2 separate regions of the Zea mays genome follow, and region 2 is linked to region 1. A link is a contact called in public Hi-C data. All regions are on one chromosome and are shown on one strand. The core of a region is the stretch at or near the end of the contact, and the rest is flanking DNA. Distances in the headings are between cores, read along the strand shown. Region 1 overlaps LOC103641124 (pentatricopeptide repeat-containing protein At3g59040). Region 2 holds the start of LOC103641127 (F-box protein SKIP19).

Region 1 (7,514 bases), core at 3,076-5,575:
AATTCCCTAAACGTTTTCCTTCTTTTCTTTTTTGACTAACAGATAAATGTTAGTATATATATTTACATATTTTAAAATTTGTAATAAATTTAAAAGATAATATTTTATAAATAAGAACACCCAATTTTAAAGAATAAATCTTTTTAGTCAAAATTCTATTATTTAAATAGATTGGGTTCCACGAAAAGTAAATCGATAAAATAAAATACATACAAACAAAAATTATTACCCTATGTATATTATTTTAACAATTTCATCATTATTGTTTTGTAAAAATGAGATTTTCTTCACAAGATCAAATCCATAAATTGGATTTGCAAATCGATTCAACGAAAATATATGCTTCAACATGAGTGCATCAAACACTTGGTAAATTTATCCAATCACGAAATTCTTCAATTTATTTGTATTACCATTTTATTATTAGAAATCATAAGTAAATTTTTTTCCTTTCTATTGAAAAATAACAATATAACTAAGTTATATTTAATTGATGGATTTAGGGTGTTACACATACCTTTTCTGCCATGTTTTTAAATGGTTCTTAACTTGTTCACCATTGATTATTGTGCTAAATTTTTCATTATTAGCCCTTGCACAGACATTGTACATATGTTTCTTGAAGCGCTTTGATGTTTTCAAACCAGCAGCCACCAAGTCATTGAGGTGACAGAGCATTAAAGAAGACATTGCTGATGTCCAGGTGGCATGACCACTAGTTCCCCCAGCCCTTCAACTACTTCTTCCATTGTTCTAGCATACAAAAATAAAATTCAGCTATGAGAAAATGCAGCACCAATACATGTAGAAATTCAGCACCAATACATGTTAAAATTGAGCACCAACACATGTACAAATTCAGTACCAGTACAATATAAGCAATGTACCAACACATGTCCATAGAATTGTTATTCAACATCAAGTGCACGTCCACACAAATAGCAATACAATGTCCACAAAAATAGCAATACATTACTTAAGAAAGTTCTGACCCTACGCTAATTTTGGTGATTAGCGTAGGTGCTTTGCGAAGTATTTAGGTTAGTTAGACCGCTTTAGCGCTTGCTCTAGATGAATCCTAGTTAGTTGAGTGAGTTTAGATAAACCACCAACCCCTCGGCTCTTGCGTGAGCCGTTGTAATTGTACCAAGTGGGGGCGAGAGTCTTATGAGACCGTGACAACCACGTTTGTGTCACGGTCGCCACAGTGTACCAGAGGGAACGAGGCCCACGGTGTTTTCAGTCGGAAGCTCGATAGTGGAGACGGCGGGGAGCGTCCGAGAGGAGCCGAAAGCGGAGCACCACTTGCGCGTGGAGAAGACCCACAACTCTCTACAGAGTTACTCGACCAAGGTGCTTGGCCCTTGTGTGGGCTTCCCTTTGCGTAGGGGCACCAACGAGGATTAGTCGAGACATTGCGCGGTTCCGGATACCTCGGTAAAAATACCGGCGTCATCCACAAGAGTTTGCATCTCTACCTTACTCTTTAGTTTCCGCATTTACATTAAGCATTTAAGTTTCAATCTTGTCTTTCTAGCTAGTTTGTTTAGATTGAAACTTAGCTTTCGCGGTAGAGATAGCAACAATTAGACAAAACCTAGTTTGCACATTCTAGTTTGATTGTTTGCATAGATTTTGCTCTAGGGATTTATTTGTGGCCTAGTTTAGAGAAAGTTTTAGAAGTCCTAATTCAACCCCCTCTTAGACGTCACCCGTTTCCTACACACTTCACGGTGGCAGCAGCATTCTCTTCACCTTCCTCCACATTAGGGATGGATTCGGATCGGATGCGCATGGAAACGAATTCGGATGTCACTATTTACCACATTTTAATTCGAATTCGAATTTGAATACGAATATTATCGAATATGAATACAAAATGAATAGTTCGAATTCGAATTCGCATTCGGATATTTACTTGACTTGAAATGTAGTGTCATAACGTGTCAATTTATTTTATCGATGAATTTATAGTTGACAAAAATCATGTTACAAGTAAATTATGAGCATAGTGTAAATACAGTGTTAATATATATAGATCTTATGAGCATATTTAGTAGTATATATAATCTATAACAATAAAAAAATATGACATAAATTGGTCCATTGAGTTCACCAGCACACCCATGCATTCAGTTCACCGTTAAGTTCACCAGCACACCCATACATGATACATTCAACATAAATTGACAAAAGTACAGAACAACATAAAGTGCATATTGCTGAATAACAAGCACCAAGAATGATTGAATGAAGCAGCTCAGCTTGTCTATAAAAAAAGATAATCCTAATCTTCCTCCACTTGAACAATGTCATTATCATCGACATTGTGGTCAACAACATCAGAAGCATCTGCAATATGAATTAGCATATATATAGTAAAATAAATCTGAGATAAAAACAAAATAGCATGTAATCAAGCTAAGCAGTCTACATACCTCCATCATGATCAACATTATCATCACTCACGGTGTCAATAATATTAGATAAATCATCAAGAAGTGAAGTTACATTATATGGATCTGAAATTGTAATTAAAAATCACATGGGGAAAATCAGTGACTAATAATCTAATATACCAATTAGAAATATAATTTACAATACTGAGAAGTGACAATTACCTTTTCTTTTGGCCCTTATCCAATCCTTTGTGCAAATAAGTGCCTCGACAAGTTGAGGGTCCAAACGGCTACGATATTTGTGAACAACTCTTCCTCCAGCACTAAATGCAGATTCAGATGCCACTGTTAATGCAGGAATAGCCAATACATCTCTTGCAATTTGAGTAAGGATAGGATAATTTGCACCATGGGTCTTCCACCAGCTCAAATGTCAAAGTAGTTACCTTCTTTCCAACTCAACAATGGATCATTATTGTATTGATCTATTTCAGATTGCTGCTCTTCCAATATCAACATTGTCCCTTAAAATGAACTTAATCTTTTTCTCTTTGGCTCCTCATTCAAGTCCATATAGCACTGAGATGTTCTAACAGATCTAGCAGTTTTAACTTTAGTTTGTTGCATAGGGCGACTTGTAGAAGAACGATACATGGAATGAAATGACATGTCACACATAAATACCCCTTATTCTGATTAGAAGTCCATAAATCCATGGTACAGCTAAATCGACAGTCAAGAGTGCAAAAGTAGTCAAAAATACTTTTCTTCTCATTGTAAAAGATATCCATGATCTTGGTCCTACTGCCCTTGCGACCAATTAATGGATAATTTGGACGCAAAGATCTAATGAAGTCATTTGTATACTCATGCTCACAAAAGTTGATTGGATACTCATGCATAATAATTGCAAGATAGTATTTTCTAACACTAGCCTCCTCATTATAAATCAAATCATCTGAACTCAGTTTCCTTATGCTAGGTTTCACCTTGTTTTCATCATGATATGAATAATAGTGGTTCCAAAGGCGTGTGGTACCTTGCTTGCTTGCAGCGCAAAGAACATCTATACAATACTTGCATGCTGCCATTGGCTTCTTGACAACCATGTCACCCACCTTTTCTTCAACAACTATATCATTGTAGTGATCCCAAACTCCTAAAGTTCTCTTCTTTGTACGCCTGAGTTTGGTGGATGAAGTTTCTCCTATTGGGGTATGAGATTCAATCACATCATTAGCTGCACCACTTGCTTCTTTATTAGCCTCTACGTTCTAACTTGCATTCACATTGGTGTTGTCACCTTCACCTAGTTCATTTTCATTTATAGATGTCGTTGACCTCTGTAAGAAATAAATTCCATATTGAAAATGCCTAGAAAAGTTAGTAGATTGAACTTATTTACTGACTGATAGGTTCAATAATATGAAAAGTTTCCTAGAAATATATGTACCTGCTTGTTTCCTGATGACCTTATGTGTTCTTGGAACCATGGTGTTATTAATCTACTTCACCTTTTTCCTTTATTGCTAGTTTCGTAAAACATAAGGATATGTAAATTTATCATGTCATTCACCGTTACAAAGCACCAAATTCACATGGTAAGGGCGGATTAGTGGATTACAAGTAAGGGCGCTGGATCGGCAGCAGCACCGGGTACTCTGGTCGGGTAGGCAGACAGGCTCCAGGCGGGCTTCAGGCGGACGACCAGGCCGAATGGCCGGAGATGAGCAGCAGCCGCCACCACCGTCGGCCGAAGATGAGCAGCAGCCGCCACCGCCGTCGCTACTACTAGTTTTAGATTGCTCTGCTCGATGCTCGAGTCGCTGTGCTTGTGCGGCTGGCCGGCTGCGCGTGAGCCATCGATCGGCAATGCATTTGCACTCCATGGTGGGCTGGTGGCATGGTCCGTGGGCTACTGGACTAACACTAGCAGGCCAAGGAGCTAGGACATTGGGTGAGGCCCGACTAAATGCTTTCGTGGGCTGTCAGCTGGCTTATGGAAATTCGGATAACCGGATGTATCCGTTTAAATCCAAATCCAACAATAAAACAGATATCCGAATCCGAATTCGGATTTTTTAGTCGAATTCGGATGTTTTCTCCTTGCCATCCATATTTAATTCGAATACGAATACGAATATCCATATTTGCCTCTTATGCGAATACAAATTCGAATAATTCAGATCTCCAGACATCCAAATCCATCCCTACTCCACATCCTCGGGGTACGGCCCATACTCCAGTCCATTCAATTCAAAAGCTCTATTCAATTGAATGTTGCCCCCTCGGATGTACATGCTCTTTGTCAGCTCAATCTTCACTGAATATTTCCCAATAAATTTAATAGCCTCCCCATCAACCTCACTGACAAAGGCTGCCCCATCCTGTCCACCAAGCTCAATAGCGAAGGTAGGACTCACAACCATAACATCCTTCTTGAAAATGTCATTGTTAACCGGCACCTTTTGTCACGCGACTTCACCAACACTTAGTCCACTGCTCAGTGGCCACAAATTTATGCAATATATTCCTCAACTAAGTCCCAGCCACTGCTCATCACTCTTGCGTGGCGCAACGCCACCTCATCCAAATCCTTCTCCTCGACATCGAAATCTGGGAAGGCAACGAAGGCGTGCGGCACCATAGCACTGGTCGTCGGTTGCGCCATGCCTGGAACACCTTCACCAAGATTCACATAGAACCACGACTTAACCTAGCTGCCCCACCTGTTCCTGGCCCCCAATTTTGCCAGTCTTCGGGGTAAAGGTGCAACTTCCAAATTAAGTCACCTTGCTGCCCACAGTCATTTCTGCCAATGAAGGCAATAGTGCTTCGTGAATTCTTTGATCGAAGGCTCCCCACCATAGGTAGTCGTCGCCCAGAGGAATTTGGACAATGCAACAATAGCGTTCAGAGTCAGTTGATGCTGCTAAACACCGAAGCGCCCCAAGACTTTGACAAAGAACGAGTGGCATGGGAAACGGAGTCACGTATCAAAGAACGCCTCGAAGACTACAATTTCCCCTGTGGGTTCGGAGTATTCTCGATATCGGGCACACGCTCACTCCTCGCTCCAAAATAACATAGCTGTTGGAACTCGCGTACGTGATTCGAGGAAATCGCTGACCGCCCAAATTCTATATTTTCCTGACCAGCAGCGCGCTGAGCACCGGATCCACCTGCCGGCGACGACATCACAATAGGGGGCTCGACACTCGACGACGACGATGAGGAACAAGGCGAGCACGTACCGATGACGACAGCGTGCAGTCTGCTTCACCCTAGCCATAGCGCGTGACGGCAGCAAGAACGGTGCATGAGTGGTGCAAGAGAGCTGAAAGGGGCTGTAGAGAAGACGAACACAAGGCAGGCACGGAAAATAAATTACCGCCTGCCCTGCCCTGCCCTGGTCCCTTTTATATCGTGCGGGCGACGCCTCGAAAACTACACAGTCATCCACCATCAAAAGTCGTGCCGCCTAGGTCATAGCCGCTACGTCGCCACCCAAGATCACCATTCAAAAAAAGTTGGTTCCACTTGTGACCGAAGACAACGTTCATCCACCTCATCTAAAGAGACTTCAGAATCGACTCAACAAGTTGAACCTATCCCTCGAGGGGCTGATGTTAGAGCAAAGGCCGAACGACGCCTCGATCGCATTTTCCCTCGCACACTAATCCACTTCCAAAGAGCCTAGTGCAGGGGCAGTCAAATAGGGAAGGAACGAAGGCCCTGCGATGCGTTGCAAAGACTACCAACCTTCGCGCTAGCGTCTTGACGGCGAAGCCAGCGGGGTGTACTCACCCGCGGTGACATAGGCCTTCGAGCGTTGACCAAGGACCCGTTAGAGGCGAGGGTGGTTGACTCCAATGAGTCAGCAAGGTCAGCGAAGGGTCCGTGTCTTCGCTCGTAAGGAAAGAGGACAGGTGTCAAGCCCTCATGCCGTTCGACCGCAGCGAAACCTGTTAGCGACTAGGCATGGTACTAATTCGGTTGTAACAAGGGAACTTGTACTTGTAGTCTTGTAATTACCATGTTGTACTATCATAGGAAATATAGTTGCTAGCCGGAGGTATATTTGTACTTGAGTCTACCAACTCCCGGCTACCCATATAAATACTCTCGTCCTGTAGTAGGATAGGACACGCTCGACAAGACATTTCACGCTCTCAGCCTACTGTTTTATTGTGCCACTGTCTCAGGCCCGAGTGCCTAGGTCACGTTTTTCCGTCCCAACAAAATAGAACCTTGACTTTATTGCAGTATTATCTCTTTAACCCAACTAATAACAAATAATTAATCTGTATAGCATGATTTTTTACTAGTGATGCTAAATTTAAAAGATATTTGCTAGTCTATTATCTAAGATTGTCTCCCACAGTCTCTCTATGTCACTATATTTTAAACTACACTTTGTAAATAGTATAATATAAATAATATTTTACACATCTATTTACACGCTCCGCAAACCATGACTAAAATATTGGTGACACTAAATTCAAAGAGTAGTGTTATTTTGCTTAGCTAGTATATTATCTAGAAAGCCAAACATTCTAATGCTAGCTAAATTTTAGCTAGTACTTTTAGCTTTAGGGTGTTTGACATGGCTCCAAAGCAGAACTTTAAGAAGGAGTTGACAAGAGTCAGCCAAATACTTTAACTCTAGAGTTACGAACTCTATTGTGTTTTCAAAGCAATAGTATAAATTTTTGGAGTATCTCTTTTACTGCTCCGAAAACTTTAGAAAAGCAACATAGTCATGGCAAATACGTATATAGGGCGAAGCTCGAATGTGGACGAGCCAGCTCTACGACGAGTCGCCACGCCAAAGGCCCGTCGTACGTGCAAAGCGTAGAGGAGCCTCCAAGCACGAGTAAGTTTTAATAAATAATAAGTAAATAAGTAATATAAATATAATGCCTTGCCCTGATAAACTACCAGCGCCACAGATCCACTATTGTCCTGCCTTAAATTACATTCCTTCAAAAGACAAGGCTAACAGAAACATCTTTCAAGGTTCGAGCCAAACTCTACTAACATTTCAAGTTAGTCTCTGTATAGGAAAGGCCATCATGCGATGATGTGTTTGTTGGATAAAAATATACACAAAGA
Region 2 (7,514 bases), core at 2,690-5,189, 270 kb before region 1:
AAACTTGTTCTGCTTTAGCAGTTTATGAAGATTCTTCATTCCAATATGGGCAAGTCGGCGATGCCATAACCAACACATACTAGTTTTAGCTATTAAGCATGTGTCAAGTTCGGCTTTATCATTCAAAAAATCTACTAGACAAAGTTATCCCTTTAACACACCCTTAAAAGCTCGAAATCATCACTCCTATAGACCAACATCAGTAAATAAACAATTATAACTAATGGAGCATAATTGAGATAAGTAAAGCAAATTATGGTCTAGGGAATCCACCAAAAATACATTTAAAATGGACTGCTCGGTGGTGCTTGCGATTTTACCTAGACCTCTTACCTTACCTTTACTCCCATCCCCAAATGTAATAGCATCTTGGGAGTCTTTTTCTTTTCATAGGATGAGAACATCTTCTTCTCACCCGTCATGTGGTTTGTGCATCTACTATCAATAATCCAACTTATGCCTCCAAATGCATAAACCTATAAAACATTTAAGGCCTTGTTCTTAGGTACCCAAACAATCTTGGATCCTTTCACATTAGCAATAAGCACCTTTGGTACGCAAACACAAGTCTTTGAGATCTTGTGTCGAAGCCCCAACATATTTGGCAACTACATTGTCGAATTTGTTCGTAAGCACATAAGAAGCTTCAAAAGTATGAAATGACATATGCGGTCCATTTGATGCATTCTTAATCTTCTTCTTAGGTATTTGACCAATTTTAGCATGAGAGTCAGAATGCCTAGAATGAGATGCTTTTGCTTTAGTGACATAAGCATGATGAACATTACTGTTATCAGCCTGAGCAATCTTAGCATGGTCATTCTTAGGATAAATAATATAGGAATCATGATCTTGAACAATTGAAGTTTTGCCCTTTAATGGGCTCCAACGCGATACATAGGCCAACTGCCCAACAGAAGGTGTCACGGCACCAAAATAGAATCTAGACGCTGACTGGTTTCGACGATTCATGTTGACTCCAGATGAATTTTAAGTCGGGACTAGTTTGGTAGGTTAGCTTATTTCCTTACCTTTCCAACCATATCAAGCCCAACCCAATTGGAGTTCATATGTGTCTTGGGCGTACGTTTTAGTACAGACTGGTCCTGTAACTCGAGATAGAATCGCACATTAATCAGACTTGATCTCCTTCCTTTGTGGACGCCATTGCTTCTACTCCTTGACACATTGGCCTTTCCCAAGTCCTTGCTGGTCCTCTCCAAGGTCCCTAATCAACAAAACATACATGGCCCCAAGTATAAGCTCTAAAACACAATTGACTAGGTTATAACGAACCTAGAGATTTAGCTGTCATGCACGTGAACGTGTTATCGGTCCATGCATTGTGTGTATAGTTATGATGCCCTCATCATCCTCTCCCACTTAAATTGGAGTCGTTCTCGACTTGAGCTCATATTCCTCACCCATATATGGCTTCAAATCTGAAATATTAAAGGTTGGACTAATCCAAAAATCTAGAGGCAACTCCAGCGTGTATGCATTATCATGGATCTTTGTAAGAACTTTATAAGGACCAGCAGCACATGACATGGGTTTAGACTTTCTCAAATCAGGAAACCTATCCTTTCTCAAATAAACCCATACCAAATCACCAGGTTCCAAGATTGTGTTTTGGACATATATTTGCAAACACTTTACAAAATCATTCACAAAAGAACTAATGCTTCAAGCGGTTCACAAAAGTACAATAATTCTTGTATCCTCTTGTTTAAAGGCACAAGTTTTCTTTGTCCAGAACACCCTAGAAAAAAGTACAATAATTAGTAGTATAGTGTTGCTACATTGCAAATAAAAATACAACACTAATTTGCATGTAAAGCAGATTATTTGTCAATACAAAATACCTTCACTAGACAGTGATGTTGCCTTATCTACCAACTTCATCTGATACAATCAAGGTTACTCATTAGAACGATAGCTCATACAAATCTAAACATAACAAGATGATATGGTAACTATGTTAGATGCAACAAAAGCAACTCCCAAACATCAGTGCTAATGGTATGATGACTGCTCACAATAGTTCGTTGTCGCGCAAGCAAACCCTAAGGCCTTGTTCATTTGTGCCGGATTGCACCCGGAATCGTTCCAACTAATCAAAGTTTATATAAATTAGAGAAACAATCCGGTTAGGAATCGTTCTGACCCACCAATCCGTAGCAACCGAACAGCTTGAATGTTTCAGTAGCAAATAATGGTTCATATGGAAGAGGACCTCTGCAAGGTGTTGTACCTTCTGCAAGCAATTATGGTCACAGTGGAGTTCGTTCTCCAGCTTAATGGTATGATGGTCCATTTTACTTGAAAATAAATGCAGTAACCTAAAACTTGAACTTCAAATGAACTGGAGTCAAAGCCTAACATAAAGTAGAACTTTGTGAAGCCTTGGAATGTTAGGATGTCTAATCTTGGAACTTGCTCTCCTGGGCAAGTTGATCCAACGGGGGAGTGGAAAGAGTGCAAGCAAGGTTTAACTCGAGATGGCGATCGCTCTGTTAATCCAGCCTCTCAAGGGCACTATACGGGGGTATTTATAGGTGCCTGAGTGCCCAACGTCCCAATGTAAGGATGTTTATGCCCTCAGGCACCTGGACTATCCCCAGAATATTCCCATAAGGGAGGGTTATAGACTGTCATTACAGAAGAGCTAGCTATTACAAATCGGGCCCGTAACACGCTTCTCCGTGCGAGGCCTGTTACAGTGGGCTGAATCCCACGTGGGCCTCCAGGTCGGGTGAGGACGTGGGATGGAGAGACTTTGTCGTAGGCCTTCGTCTTGCAGTGAGGAGGACGAAGGGTGGGCCGCGCCGGTCATCTTGCCTCCGTTGGTGCAGCGAGGTGACGAAGGCCTGGAGCGAAGGATAGCGTCTTCGCCTTCGCCCCAACATCTAGTGCATTTTAAAAAATTTGGAAATAGACCATCAACTCAACTATACGAAGTGCCTGCATCAGGCAATAAGTCATATGCGTTTCGACAATTGTTGAACAGCCCTAGAGTGGATCATAGTGCAAGTAACTGCACCATTTAACAGAATCTGCAAAATTATTAAAGTGCTAGGTAGAAATTTGTGAGTTCTTGTATAGGTTGTTCAGGTATTCAGAGACGTAGTTGTCATAATCAGTGCACCTATTGTAACAGCAACAAAAAGAGGAAGAGGTAGTTTCCTAAAATAATACAAAACAAAATGCATTGACCTAAAACTCAATGTGTAAGTGTAAAATGCTAATGTATGTCTCTCGATCTTAAGACAAAGTCTAGAATCTCTTTTTCTCGATGGGATCCCTCCTGTGAGTGAGATCCAGACGCCGTTGGCAAACTCCACCGTCCTTGCGCACGCGTGAACTGTCCGGCTCGTCAGATAGAACTCTAGCCCCTGCGCCAGGTCGCGGACCGTTCGGCCCCTCGCCGCGGACCGTCCGCGTTTCCGCAGAGAGCACCGTTGACAGTTTTTATCGTAGTGATCGGTGTCCGGATCGATGCCAACACTTTCGACGAGTCGAGGCTTCTTGCGCGGTGTGCCTGCAATCTCGACGTGACGACACGGCGGTGCTCGACGAGAGGTCTTTGCTCTGGTTTCGACCTGACAGATGCGTGGCGGCTCCGCCCTCCCCTCCTTCGTCTTCATTCCACGGGCGCCCAGGACTTGCTCCGGTTTCTAGGAACTACCGTTGTAGTGTAGGAGACAACTCCTAAACTTGGGCACCCACGACTTGCCCTCCTTTTTACACGCTGCCGGTGCTCGACAGAGGATGCTGGGAAAATACCAAGCAGTAGCATCTAAATGATGGGATAGCAGATGGATGCTGAAGGACGAGTAAATGTAAATGACACGAGCTAAACTCACTTGCAAGAAAACTTGGCAGTCAGCGTGCCGTGCCGGTGAGAACGTTCCTCAATGTTTCCATCCCGTGGGCTAGGCTGCCGCGCCATGCCGCCATCAGGCTACCTGTCCGATATTTATCCGTCTGGCTTCGGGCGACCGAAGTTAATTATATGTTGTTTGGTTTGAGGAATGAGCTAGTCTATCATCTTCTCACTCCTCATTTTTTTTTGTTTGGTTTGTAGAATGGAATGAGTTAATCCATCATCACCTTATTCCTTATAGTTAGTTAGTTAGTACTAATATGAGGAATGAGGTCATCCCACCAAATTTGGAGAATGGACCCATGATGCACCGCCACATTTTGGATAGAGTGATTTCTCAAACCAAACACCTCCTTAGTCACTCGCTCACCCCGAGCTCGACGACGACGACGGCGACAGCTTTGGCCGGAGCTATACATACTTACGGTCGATCTGTTCTCGATTCGTGCCTCGTAACAAGCATCCTAAGGCGGCAAAGCAGCTAACGAACTACTGGTCCCCTTCTCGTTCCCAGGTGTCGCTGTTGGGCTGTTGCTAAAGGAACAAGAATGGAGGCAGGGCCTCCCTGCGAGCCTGCGCCGACGGTGGCAAACGGCAGGGACTGGTCGGAGCTGTCCCTGGACGCGCTGGTGCTGGTCTTCGGCAGGCTTGGCCCTGTGGAGATCCTCATGGGCTCGGGCCTCGTGTGCCGCTCGTGGCTCCAGGCGGCCAAGGAGCCGGAGCTGTGGGCGTCCCTGGACATGGCGAGCCACAGGGCGGTGGAGGAGATGGGCGGCGACGTCCTGCGCGGAATGGCCAGGGTGGCCGTGGGCCGCTCCAGGGGCCGGCTGGAGGTCTTCTCGGGGAAGCACTTCGTCACCGACGATCTTCTCAACTACATATCGGGCAGGTACATACCCTGTTAATCTGATTGTTACTCTCACCACACCATCTAATCTAATCTAATTCCCCTCTCTCAAGTCTCAACTACAACCAACAACTCCTTGCTGCAGGTCCGCGTGTCTGAGGAGCCTCAGCCTTGTGTCGTGCCCCGAGGTCACCAACAAAGGGTTCACCGACCTGGTCACGAACGCGCCCAAGCTGGAGGACCTCTCGCTGGAGCTCTGCCCGAACGTCGGCGGCCGCCACGTGCTGGAGTGCGCCGGCCGAGCCTGCCCGCGGCTGGCGCGCTTCCGCCTGCGCAGGGAGTGCTTCAGGTTCTCGCTCAACTACTCCCGGCGCACCGCGGAGGCGCTCGGGATCGCGGCCATGACCGGGCTGCGGAGCCTCACCCTCGTCAGCAGCAACATCAGCAACGACGAGCTGGTGGCCGTCCTCGACGGCTGCCCGCGCCTGGAGTCCCTCTGCCTGCGGGACTGCTACAAGGTCATCGCTGATGGCTCCCTGCGGGCTAGGTGCGCCGGCATCCGGGCCCTCACGCTTCCCGTCCCCGATCGAGTTTGGTGAGTCCGGCCGGCCGGCCGTCTCAGGAATTTCCACAACCACATGGCCTGGGCCCCCAGTGCTGTAGGTATCAGGAAGTTACACGTGCAACCTGATGACTCAGCCACTCAGGCTCAGTTGTCTGTACTCATATTTAGGGTCTCTTTGTTTACCCCCGGATTATATAATCTGGATTAAATAATCCTAAGAGGCAAACAAACAGTCTAACTTATTTGCCCAGATTATATAATCTAACCCCTTGGATTATGATAATCCATAAGCAAGTGAGGAGGTGCTTATTTCAGATTATTTTTTTCCCACTTCCCCACTACCCTTTCAAGTTTTCTAGAAATTACCCACCATTGCCATTATAATCTACCGAATCGTTTTTGCGCCTATCGGATCGGAGAAGCCCGCCGCCCAACAGAAACACGCCAGATAATCTGGGTAAACAAACAGGACTACTCAGATTATATAATCCTCCAAAAATAATCCAGATTATATAATCCATTGGGGTAAACAAACAGGCCCTTAGACTATAGTATATTATTATTAGCATATACACAGAAGCTAGCGGTCAGGACTTTGTTTGCAATGTTCTGGTAACCCCCGTCTCAGAATACCTACTCATCCATGTACTTGCGACCAAAAAAATCCCCTGCGGACATGTTATTTGGCAACTTCATTTTTTTGCCGAATGTTTCTTATTTTACCAAGAAAAAATAAACTAATTTTCCTTATAAAAATAAAAATTCTTTGAAAAAATAAGGTTGCTAAAATAGCCCTTAGGAGCAAAAGAAATGGAGTAAATTGGAGGGGTTAAAATCTCCTTCTTATTCAAAATCTCTACTACTATGATGAATGTAAGGAGTAGACTGTCTCCTATGGTTTTGTCATCTGCTTGTTCTGCCTTCCTGTAATCTGGACCGTCTGTATCCCTTCACACGCTCGCGTGCATCGGCATCTCCCTCACCCCCGCCTCCACCCAACCCTACCTTAGGCTATCTCCAATCATTCTCCCTCTCAAATCATCCTATTCGGCTATTCGTACTTTCTATTCATATTTAAATACCTCTTCCTTCTATTTCATCTCCTCTGCAACCATTCCCTTTATTCAGCACCCCTATACACTTCAACAGAGTTATTGACTTTTATACACCAGTTTTTAAAGTCTTAAAAATACTACAATATTTATAGTAATGTAATACACATTGTTATCAAATAAATAACTTTGAAAATAATTAATTTCACAATTAAAAATGCTGATGAAGGAAAGGGGGAGATTAGAGCTCCCCATATAAGGGAGGATTTCTCTCCCTCCCCTCGTTGAGCATTCCCCCGAGAAGGAACCGTTGAAGCTTGAGTGTGCCCCCTACGGGTGACAGGGTGAGCGGGATGGGGCTCCATTGGAGCTAGCCTTACTTCTCACTCCTCCCTTCGCAGTCACCGCATCCCACCACCTTTTCCGGGCGAGCCATAGCCAGCTCCTCACCGCTCGCGCGTCCGCCACCCGCGCGTCTCTCAAGGGCCCATCTAGGGCTGCTAGGGCTTTGACCCCAGCGTCGTGGTCGACGTCTCCCGCATCAGACACAACAAGGTCGTGCCCTCCACTTCCCTCGATCTCGTGATGCCATGTTGCCCGACACACTATCTTATAAGTCCATTTAGCGAGGCAAAAAGGGAGAGAGTGCGAGCCCAGTAGAATCCCCAACCTTGACTGCGCCCGGAAGGCTTGAAGAGGAGGAGAGGGAGGGACAAACGGGGCACGCCGACGCAGCGAGGAGGCCGACGATGGTTTGACCCCGACGCGTCATCACCGGTCACTAGTGAACGATGCCTATGCTACTACTGCTCCTCGCCAGTCGTGCCATGGCGGTAGTCCGTCTCTCGACCTCTCCCTCCCACAAACCGGTATCCTTATCTCCACCTCTTCCCCGTCCTCCCTCCACTCCACCGGCTTCTGCCGCTGTCGGCCTCCTCCACGGCGTGAATGCGGGAGAGTGATTACAATCCAGCGTGAACATTACGGTGATACTGTTCTTCTATTTATAGGCACGAGGCACAGCCCGAGTAAAATTACATATATATCCTTGACACTCATCTATTTTTATAATACAAAACATTAGGGACTAAGTAGTCTTTGTCCCTTTTCGGTCATCATCATGCTCGGCCTTCATCATTACATCAAAGCCGAAGCTCCTTGATT

The links. Hi-C and Micro-C count contacts between places; a contact is called where the count stands out from the background.
Region 2: a contact with region 1 is called in a Hi-C map of ear, with 1.7 times the contacts expected there. The contact joins the promoter of LOC103641127 here to the enhancer-like site in region 1. A contact is called at or near these places in 2 of 25 Hi-C or Micro-C datasets (ear and tassel).

Annotation. Positions count from the first base shown.
Region 1 is chr10:61,339,887-61,347,400 of Zm-B73-REFERENCE-NAM-5.0, reverse strand. LOC103641124 (pentatricopeptide repeat-containing protein At3g59040) reads right to left here. Exons shown (of 7, transcript XM_008664493.2): 7 at 7,281-7,514. Among protein-coding and RNA genes, the nearest start is that of LOC103641124, 8.7 kb to the right of the region's middle. Within about 2 kb of position 4,325, at least 13 of the 20 cell types and tissues checked have an H3K27ac peak or open chromatin away from gene starts, as enhancers often do. A contact at or near this core is called in ear and tassel, where this site is marked.
Region 2 is chr10:61,607,351-61,614,864 of Zm-B73-REFERENCE-NAM-5.0, reverse strand. LOC103641127 (F-box protein SKIP19) reads left to right here and starts at 3,939. Exons shown (of 2, transcript XM_008664497.4): 1 at 3,939-4,775; 2 at 4,879-5,510. The coding sequence starts at 4,435. The coding sequence ends at 5,332.